Linked DNA regions of Ovis aries: region 2 is linked to region 1. Evidence: chromatin contacts called from public Hi-C data. All regions are on one chromosome and are shown on one strand. The core of a region is the stretch at or near the end of the contact, and the rest is flanking DNA. Distances in the headings are between cores, read along the strand shown.

The links. Hi-C and Micro-C count contacts between places; a contact is called where the count stands out from the background.
Region 2: a contact with region 1 is called in a Hi-C map of liver, with 4 times the contacts expected there. The contact joins two enhancer-like sites. A contact is called at or near these places in 5 of 16 Hi-C or Micro-C datasets (liver, mixed tissues, muscle and 1 more).

The regions. Positions count from the first base shown.
Region 1 is chr2:221,327,807-221,332,235 of ARS-UI_Ramb_v3.0, reverse strand. No RefSeq gene overlaps it. Among named protein-coding and RNA genes, the nearest start is that of DES, 15 kb to the left of the region's middle. Within about 2 kb of position 2,390, at least 14 of the 54 cell types and tissues checked have an H3K27ac peak or open chromatin away from gene starts, as enhancers often do.
Region 2 is chr2:221,456,515-221,460,879 of ARS-UI_Ramb_v3.0, reverse strand. ASIC4 (acid sensing ion channel subunit family member 4) reads right to left here. Exons shown (of 11, transcript XM_027965232.2): 7 at 4,140-4,293; 8 at 2,636-2,727; 9 at 2,480-2,559; 10 at 2,117-2,221; 11 at 1,074-1,933. The coding sequence ends at 1,820. It overlaps CHPF (chondroitin polymerizing factor), which reads left to right. Exons shown (of 4, transcript XM_027965230.3): 4 at 1-906. The coding sequence ends at 464. Among named protein-coding and RNA genes, the nearest start is that of CHPF, 6.7 kb to the left of the region's middle. Within about 2 kb of position 2,614, at least 4 of the 54 cell types and tissues checked have an H3K27ac peak or open chromatin away from gene starts, as enhancers often do.

The DNA of each region.
Region 1 (4,429 bases), core at 1,141-3,640:
ATACAATTGCACTCATCTCACACACTAGCCAAGTAATGCTCAAAATTCTCCAAGCCAGGCTTCAAGAGTGTGTGAACCGTGAACTTCCAGATGTTCAAGCTGAATTTAGAAAAGGCAGAGGAACCAGAGATCAAATTGCCGACATCCATTGGATTATTGAAAAAGCATGAGAGTTCCAGAAAAACATCTACTTCTGCTTTATTGACTATGCAAAAGTCTTTGACTGTGTGGATCATAACAAACTATAGAACTTGCTTAAAGAGATGGGAATATCAGACCACCTGACCTGCCTCTTGAGATATCTGTATGCAGGTCAAGAAGCAACAGTTAGAACTGGACACGGAATAACAGACTGGTTCCAATCGGGAAAGGAGTACGACAAGGCTGTATATTGTCACCCTGCTTATTTAACTTATATGCAGAGTACATCATGCGAAATTCCAGGCTGAATGAAGCACAAGCTGAAATCAAGATTGCCGGGAGAAATATCAATAACCTCAGATATGCAGATGACACCACCCTTATGGCAGAAAGTGAAGAAGAACTAAAGAGCCTCTTGATGAAAGTGAAAGTGGAGAGTGAAAAAGTTGGCTTAAAGCTCAACATTCAGAAAACGAAGATCATGGCATCCGGTATAATCACTTCATGGCAAATCAATGGGGAAATAATGGAAACAGTGAGAGACTATTTTGGGGCGCTCCAAAATCACTATAGATGGTGACTGCAGCCATGAAATTAAAAGACACTTGCTCCTCGGAAGAAAAGCTATGACCAACCTAGACAGCATATTAAAAAGCAGAGACATTAGTTTACCAACAAAAGTCTGTCTAGTCAAAGGTATGGTTTTTCCAGTAGTCATGTATGGATATAAGAGTTGGATTATAAAGAAAGCTGAGTGTGGAAGAATTGATGCTTTTGTACTGCGGTGTTGAAAAAGACTCTTGAGAGTCCCTTGGACTGCAAGGAGAGCCAACCAGTCAATCCTAAAGGAAATCAGTCCTGAATATTCACTGGAAGGACTGATGCTGAAGCTGAAACTCCTATACTTTGGCCACCTGAGGCGAAGACCTGACTCACTGGAAAAGACCCCGATCCTGGGAAACATTGAAGTTGGGGGAGAAAGGGATGACAGAGGATGAGATGGTTAAATGGCATCACCGACTCAACGGACATAAATTTGAGTAAGCTCCGGGAGTTGGTGATGGACAGGGAAGCCCGGCATGTTGCAGTCCATGGGGTCACAAAAAGTTGGACACGACTGAGGGACTGAACTGAACTGAACTGAACTGTATATTTGGCATGGTATTCTGGATACCTGCTATGTAAAATCACTCTCTCTAATCTTCAACACTGGGAAGTAACTATTAACCTCATTTTTCAGTTATAGGCATTATGCTCAGAGAGGCTGGGTTAGTTCCCTAAGGTTACACAGGAAGTAAAAACAAAGTCTGGATTTGAACTAAGGTTCAAATCTTAGCCCATGGTTCCTAGAAACCCAGTTCATTTCTCTGTGTGGTCACTAAGGCCTTGCCATAAACCGAGTTGGCAGGCTCAGCTCTGGGTCCTTCCCCTTTTAACTTGGCCCTAGCTGGGGATCTCCACTGAAAAGTCCCGTGCCCAGTAGACAAGTCCCTCTCGACATTCGGCCCTGCTTCTCTCTCCAACCCCACTCCCCTCAGATAGGGGGCTGGGCTTGGAAAGAGCAGCAGACTCTGGCCTTCATCTCACAGAAGCTGGGGTGGAGCACTAATTTCCTATCTGGGAAATACAGGGGCCCTTCTGCCCTCTGCCCCCCCTGAGGCCGATCAGGCGCTGGGGCTCTCCCACAGGCTGGAGAAGCTCCCCTGAGTGCACCCTGGCCCCAGACTGCCCCCCGCTGGCCTGGGAGGAGGTTTGGGACAACAGCACCCACAATTCTCTCCGAGAGGCTGCCTGGAAGACTGGGACTGGGGGCTGGGCTTGGTCCAGTGTCCTCAAAGTTGTAAAGAAACTCTGGGGTCCACTGTCAGCTGCTGGGGATCCCATTGCCCTGGCTCTCAGGCCAGGCATACATTCTGCTTCCCAATTTTAAAGGTCCTGAGAGATACAATTCGTTGAAAACAGCAAATATTTTTTCTCCTCAGCCGGCAGTGGTCAGAATCTACCTCCCCTACTGTCCCAAAGAGCCCTCCCCATTGACCCCTCTCCATCTAGCCTCGAAAAGAACAGCCAGCACACCCTCCCCCACCCCCACTTCCTCCTCCTTTCTTCTGGCTCCCCAGCCACCCTGGGTACCAGAATAGACCACTGACCACCTGCCCTGGGGGCTAGGAGGGGCCACAGCCGGTGCTGCCACTCAGGCTGGGGTAGGGAATGGAAAAGGTGGGGGCGAGGACGGCAGGAGGGCGCTCCGAGGGGGCCCCAGTTCCAGCTGCTTCTCTGTGGAGTGCAACGGGTTCCCCACCAACTCTGGACAGGCAACCTGTGCCCCCTACTTGCCAGCCGGACAAGCTGGAATCGCTAGAAGCTGTCTCAGCTCAGGCGGTCTCCGCCCCTGCCCGCCCCCCACCCCCACCCCCGTCCCCCCCGCCCCACCTCCCGCTCCCCCTCTGTCCCCCCCCACCCTCCCCCGCCCCCCCCCCACCCCGATCTCTGGCCCCATCTCTGGTCTCAGCTCGCCTCCTCTCCCCTCCAGGTCACTCCTCTTTCTCTCCCCGCCTCCTCGACCTCTAGGTCTGTGTCCACATCTCCCAGGGGCTCAGCCCGCCAACTCCCTCTCGGGTTGTCCGGGTCTCTGCCCCTCCCCTCCCCCAGCTCCATCAAAGTGAGAAGGCCCTGGCTTGGTGATCCCACATTCCAGCCTTACTGGGGTCAAGAGGGCTTCCGGCCCGATGTGGGATCCCTGCCCCCACCCCGATCTCCCGGCAGGCTCTCCTGGTCGTCCCCCCGCAGGCCCTTTGCAGCTCCCTTCTCTGACACCTCCCCCAGCCCCAAGCCCAATTTAGCTCCTTTAATCTTCGCTGTAATCCAATCCGACCGTTTCCTGAGCACACGCCGCACTTCCCAAACTGTTAGTCCCTGGAGAGGGGTGGGGTGGGGGCAGGGCGGCTCGGCTCGTCCCTGCACCGGAGCACCCCCGTCCTGGCCCCATCCCAGGCACTCCTGCTGTACCCCTCTTCTTTTCCCCAGCCTTAGGAGGCCCCAGGGAGCTCTGGCTGTGCAAGCCTCGCCATCTGGCCTCCGTAGCCCAGGCCTGAGAAGATCCCGACTGCTGACCGCCTATTTCCCTAGCTAGTCGGAGCTGTCGCTTGGTGCTAATTCCCTCCGCCTGAAACACCCTCCCCTCCACAGCGCACTTCCTGGGAAACTCTTACCCTCTCCTCTCTCAAGGGCCAGCTCCAGCCTGGTTTCCCAAATTCATTCCGGAGACTGCCTGGGCCGCTGATCCCAGGTCTGGCTGAAACCAGCCATGAGGCCATGGGCAGGTTGCTTCCCTCTCCAAGTCTCCATTTCGTCATCTGTAAATGGGGATCATAATAGTGCATTCCTCACAGAGTGGCTATGAGTTACCTGACACAAGGTGGTTAGAACAGTTCCCAGTGAATGCTAAGTGCTGTTTAAGTGTTTGATGAAACTATCTTTAACTGCCTTGTATTACAATGATTTCATTTCCTCCAAGTTAAGACATCATATAAATTGTGAAACACTTCATTTATTCAATAACATCATTTCCAGCGGGGAAAAAAGGAACAATACCATGTAAAATGTACAAAGTATCTGTAAGCCATCTTCCAACTTCATGTATGTGTAAATTGTTCAGTGACAGTATTTGTGTAGCAGACTCTGCTTCTGTCCAGTCTCCTTTTCAGCTTCATGTATATTCATTGTTTATGATGGGTGTCCAAGGGCTTGGGTTCAAGTTCTTATTCCCAAATTGCATTTAGCTAGGGGAGTTTGGAGAAGGCAATGGCACCCCACTCCAGTACTCTTGCCTGGCAAATCCCATGGGCGGAGGACCCTGGTGGGCTGCAGTCCATGGTGTCACTAAGAGTCGGACACGGCTGAGTGACTTCACTTTTACTTTTCACTCTCATGCATTGGACAAGGAAATGGCAACCCTCTCCAGTGTTTTTGCCTGGAGAATCCCAGGGACAGGGGAGCCTGGTGGGCTGCCGTCTCTGGGGTCACACAGAGTCGGACACGACTGAAGCGACTTAGCAGCAGCAGCAGCAGCAGGGGAGTTTAGGTAAATTTTTTGGCTCCTTTAAGCCTCAATTTTTCCTAAATAGCTAATTAGCCATAATCGTAGTGAATATTAAACGAGATGCTATATGTTTAAGGCGTTGAGGCCCTCACTGGATATTCAGCCAGGAGAGCTATCATGATTGTGATAATTTTAAAACGTTTGTTGAATTTGGGCTCTCTAAAGACTTGAGGCGGACAACTGCTA
Region 2 (4,365 bases), core at 1,365-3,864, 130 kb before region 1:
CTGACTTCCTGAACCGCTGCCGCATGCATGCCATCTCTGGCTGGCAGGCCTTCTTTCCCATGCACTTCCAGGCCTTCCACCCGGCCGTGGCCCCACCCCAAGGCCCAGGACCCCCCGAACTGGGCCGCGACACAGGCCGTTTCGATCGCCAGGCGGCCACCGAGGCCTGCTTCTACAACTCCGACTACGTGGCGGCCCGAGCACGGCTGGCAGCGTCCTCAGACCAGGAGGAGGAGCTGATGGAGAGCCTGGATGTGTACGAGCTGTTCCTGCGTTTCTCCAGCCTGCACGTGCTGCGGGCGGTGGAGCCAGCGTTGCTGCAGCGCTATCGGGCGCAGACGTGCAGCGCGCGGCTCAGCGAGGACCTATACCACCGCTGCCGCCAGAGTGCGCTCGAGAGCCTCGGCTCCCGCACGCAGCTGGCCATGCTGCTCTTCGAGCAGGAGCAGGGCAACAGCACCTGACGCCGCCCTGCGCCCCCCCGGAACCCGGCAAGGCGGCGCCCCTCCCCGCTCCTCCCTCAGCCACCCGGAGCCACCTGCCAGACTCGCAGGATAGGGCTGGCCGCAGCCCCGGACCCCAGGGGCCCCCCTCTCTCTGGCTTGGGGTCGCCCTCGGGCTCAGAGCAAGCCTGGGAAGAGGTACCCTTGGAGCCACCTCTTTCTGCCCCAAATTCCGTCTCCCTGGCCCCTTGACGCTGCTGATTCAGGCTGTGGCCTCCGAGTATTTATGCAGTGCAGTCTGCCTGACGCCAGCCCCACCTCCTAGGGTCAGCCCAGGGGGTCTGGGCTGCAGATGAGTTGTTGGAGAAGGATAGCTGAGAGAGGAGGGTGGGGCATCTCCCATCTTCTCCCCTCTGCATTCCTGATGAAGCTCCCTGACTTTAATAAACTGGCTGAGTGTGGACTAGTGGTGCTTGAGTCTTTGAAAGGTGGGCGTGGGGGCAGGGAGGACTGAGGATGGAGGCTCCCTGGTGCTGGCTGGGGCCAGGATTTCCTCTTCCAAGGGACCAAGTCATGAGTGTGCCCTGCCACGCCCCAGCTCCCAGCTTAGTCACATATACACACAGAGAATTCTTAATACCTCTTTATTCCCAATTTTGTCAGCACTTTATAAAACCAGATCAGAAGCAGAGAGGCCTGAGGAAGCCCCCTTTCCCACCCCCAAGCTCAGCCAAGGTCTGCAAGAGCTACTGCTCCCTGTGGCGCAGGCTTCGGGGAGTGCAGTTGGGGCAGGGGAAACTGGGAGCTGGGCCAGACCGGCTGGATCACCCACTCTTCTGCCGAAAGGGGAGCCGGGTCTGGAGCAGGGCAGGAAGCAGGACCAGCCCAGCTGTCCTGAGTCCTGAGGGGCTTGGCCTCCTGCTGACACTGCAGGGCTGGGACCCTGGCTGTCCCTAAACCACCCACCCCTATCACCATCGCCCCACCCACCTTCTACATCAGCACCCTATCCCCACCCTGTCCTCCCTGAATATATACAAATGTACAGAGGGTTCCACGCCTGCTAGGGTGGGCCTCGTCCTCCTCCTCCCTCCTTCTTTCCCTACCCCTTCTCTCCTCCACAGGGGCCCACGTCCTAGTCTCCAGTTCTCCCTGGTCACCAGCCTGGGGGTGGAGGGTGTGCACAAGAGGAAGCCTTGTGCAAAGCAGCTGGCACCAGGGTGAGTGAGAGGCCCCATTCTTCCAGTGGGCACCACCCTCGCTCCCTAAGCCTCGGGCCCCCACTCCCCCGGCCTCCTGTCCCGGGAGCTGGAGTCCACAGTGGGGATCCAGGAAGGAGTCCCAGACTTCTGGGTCCTTTAGGACACAGCACCATCCTAGCAAGCGAAGTCTTCAAAGAGGCTTCCTGGGGGTCCGTGGGGGTGGTGGTGGTTGGGGAGCAGGCTGCTGGCACCCCCGCCTTCAGCACGGCCCCGGCTTGGGCAGGGACTCTGCAAGGTGAAGAGGGAGGGGGACAGGGAGAGATCGAGTGAAGCCCCCAGGCCTCTCACAGCCAGCCTTCCCTTGTCCGTGGGGGGCAGAGGCTCCAGGAACCCCACCCTTGGAGGGCTAGTTCAGAGGTTATTGGGGGATTCAGTCCTGGGAGAGAGCACTGACTACATACTCATCCTCACCTGCTCCTTCAGCTCCTGAAGCCCCAAAGTGGAGATGCCCCCAGTAGAGGTCCGGAGGGGGGTCTTGGGGCGACGCCACGCCCGCTTCAGTCGGTCCCAGGACACCTTGGGGTTCAGGGTGCCACATAGGACTTGCTGCCCCAGCAAAGCCTCACTGGGACACCCCAGCCCTCCTCCCCCATCCTCCTTCTCTTTGCCCCTCCTTGCCCTCAGACCTTCTGGCCAGTCAAGGGAGGAGGGAGGGCTAGTAAAGAACCCTGAGCTTGACTTCCTGCCAGTCCAAGTCTACCAGAAAGCCTGCTGGGCCTCTCTGCTTTCCCCCAGCCCCTCCTCCTACCCACCAGGCCCCTCCCTATCCCTTGCCTCATAGATGTAGTCGAGGATCTCCAGCAACGTGAGGATGCTGGCCCCGATGAACAGTCCCATCTGTCCCCCGAGGTCTCCTGGGGAGCACGAGAACAGGGTCAGAGGGAGGAGGCTGGGCTGCTCCATCCCCATGCAGTCGGGGCCCAGGCTCACCCAGCAGGGCTGACAGGCCGTAGGCTGCTCGCTGCTCCATGGCCTCAGAGGTCAGGGCTTCAAAAAAGACATCGAGAACCAGGAAGTTCTCTCTGCAGAGACAGGAAGCAGGGTATTCCTGAGGGGCCATGGTCTCAAGGAGACAGCTGGCGGGACATCCCAGACCCAGCAGACCCAGATCTGAGGCCCTTGCACAGAGAAGCTGGTGATCACCCCCAGGCTCCCAAAGGCTGTGAGGAGAAGCAGGCCCAGATTCCTGTTAGCTTCGTGTTCTGAGGGCTAGCAAAAGGCCTGGGAGAACAAAACAAAACTCTCAGGCCTGCCTTCCCTCCAGCCTTCTCTAAAGCAGCAAATAACATTCACTTTGCCTCATCCCCGTACCTCTGTAGAACCTTCGTGTGTGTGGGCGCGCGTGCATGCTAATTTGCTTCAGTTATGTCTGACTCTTTGCAACCCTATGGACTATAGCCTGCCAGGCTCCTCTGTCCAAGGGATTCTCCAGGCAAGAACACTGGAATGGGTTGCCGTGGCCTCCTCCAGGGGATCTTCCTGACCCAGGGATCAAACCTGAGTCTCTTGTGTCTCCTGCATTGGCAGGCAGGTTCTTTACCCCTAGCACCACCTGAGAAGCCCCATAGAACCTTCAGTGGCTCCCTATTACCCTGCAGTCCACTCCATAATTCCTCTTCCAGACTTTCAAGACTGCCCATGATCCGCTGCACTGTACGTTCTTGTCCAAACTGCACTCTTATCTGCTTCTCTCCACACAGCCTTCCTGACGCTCAGGCTGGTCTCTGCAGCATCCCACACATCTCTAACTGGGATTCCCCCCTCCCTCCTCTTCTCATGGACCCAAACCCGGGGTCCACAGAGGCCCAGCTCATGCCTCCCCTGCTCCCTTTACCCCACCCGCAGTCGTCTCTCCTGGGGGCCTAAGAACACTCTCAAACAAGGCCTCATCCACAAACTGTGGCAGGAGTTATGCACAACTCTGTCCCCACAGGGCCCAGCACTGGGCCTGGCACCCAGAGGATGCTCAGCATTTGTAGATTGGCTGCAGGGAACCAGATCCAGGGCTCAGTGGGGCCACCTGTGGGCCACCTGGCTCCTCCCCCATCCCTTCCAGCTCCTCTCGCTCTGCACAGAACTGGACGTGCACTGAACAGTTCCCAGGTTGCTGGGGCAGAAAGACACACAAACAGAGGGTTCTAAAACAGCAGGCTTACGCAACGATAGAGATACAGACAGCATGCTGTGGGAGCTCAAATGAAAGGCATCTGGGCTCTGAAGGGCTTCCCTGGAGGCAGAGACAATGGATGTGACTTGGGGTGGGCAGGGGTTAGTTAGAAAAAAAACAGATCAAGATCCTAAAAGGTATTCCTGGCAGAACACTCATTATTAACAAAGCTGCAATCCATTCCTAGTCTCCATCATATACTAGACCTATTGAGGGTGGTCTCCATTACACACATACACACACACACATACACACACACACACATACCGTATGTAGGTCTCATTGCGATTGTATTTTCTTGCCAGGTACCGGGCCGAGCCCCTGTTGGGGATCCTAACCATGGAGATCTCTTTCCCGTAGCGGGTCAGGTTGCAGGGGGTAGGACAGAAACACGGGCCTCCGGAGCCCCCACCCAGGGAGTCTGCAACACAGAGGCACCAAGTGCAGTGGGGGAGGGCAGGATCCCCAGAGGCCCACCAGCTGTTGGAAGGAA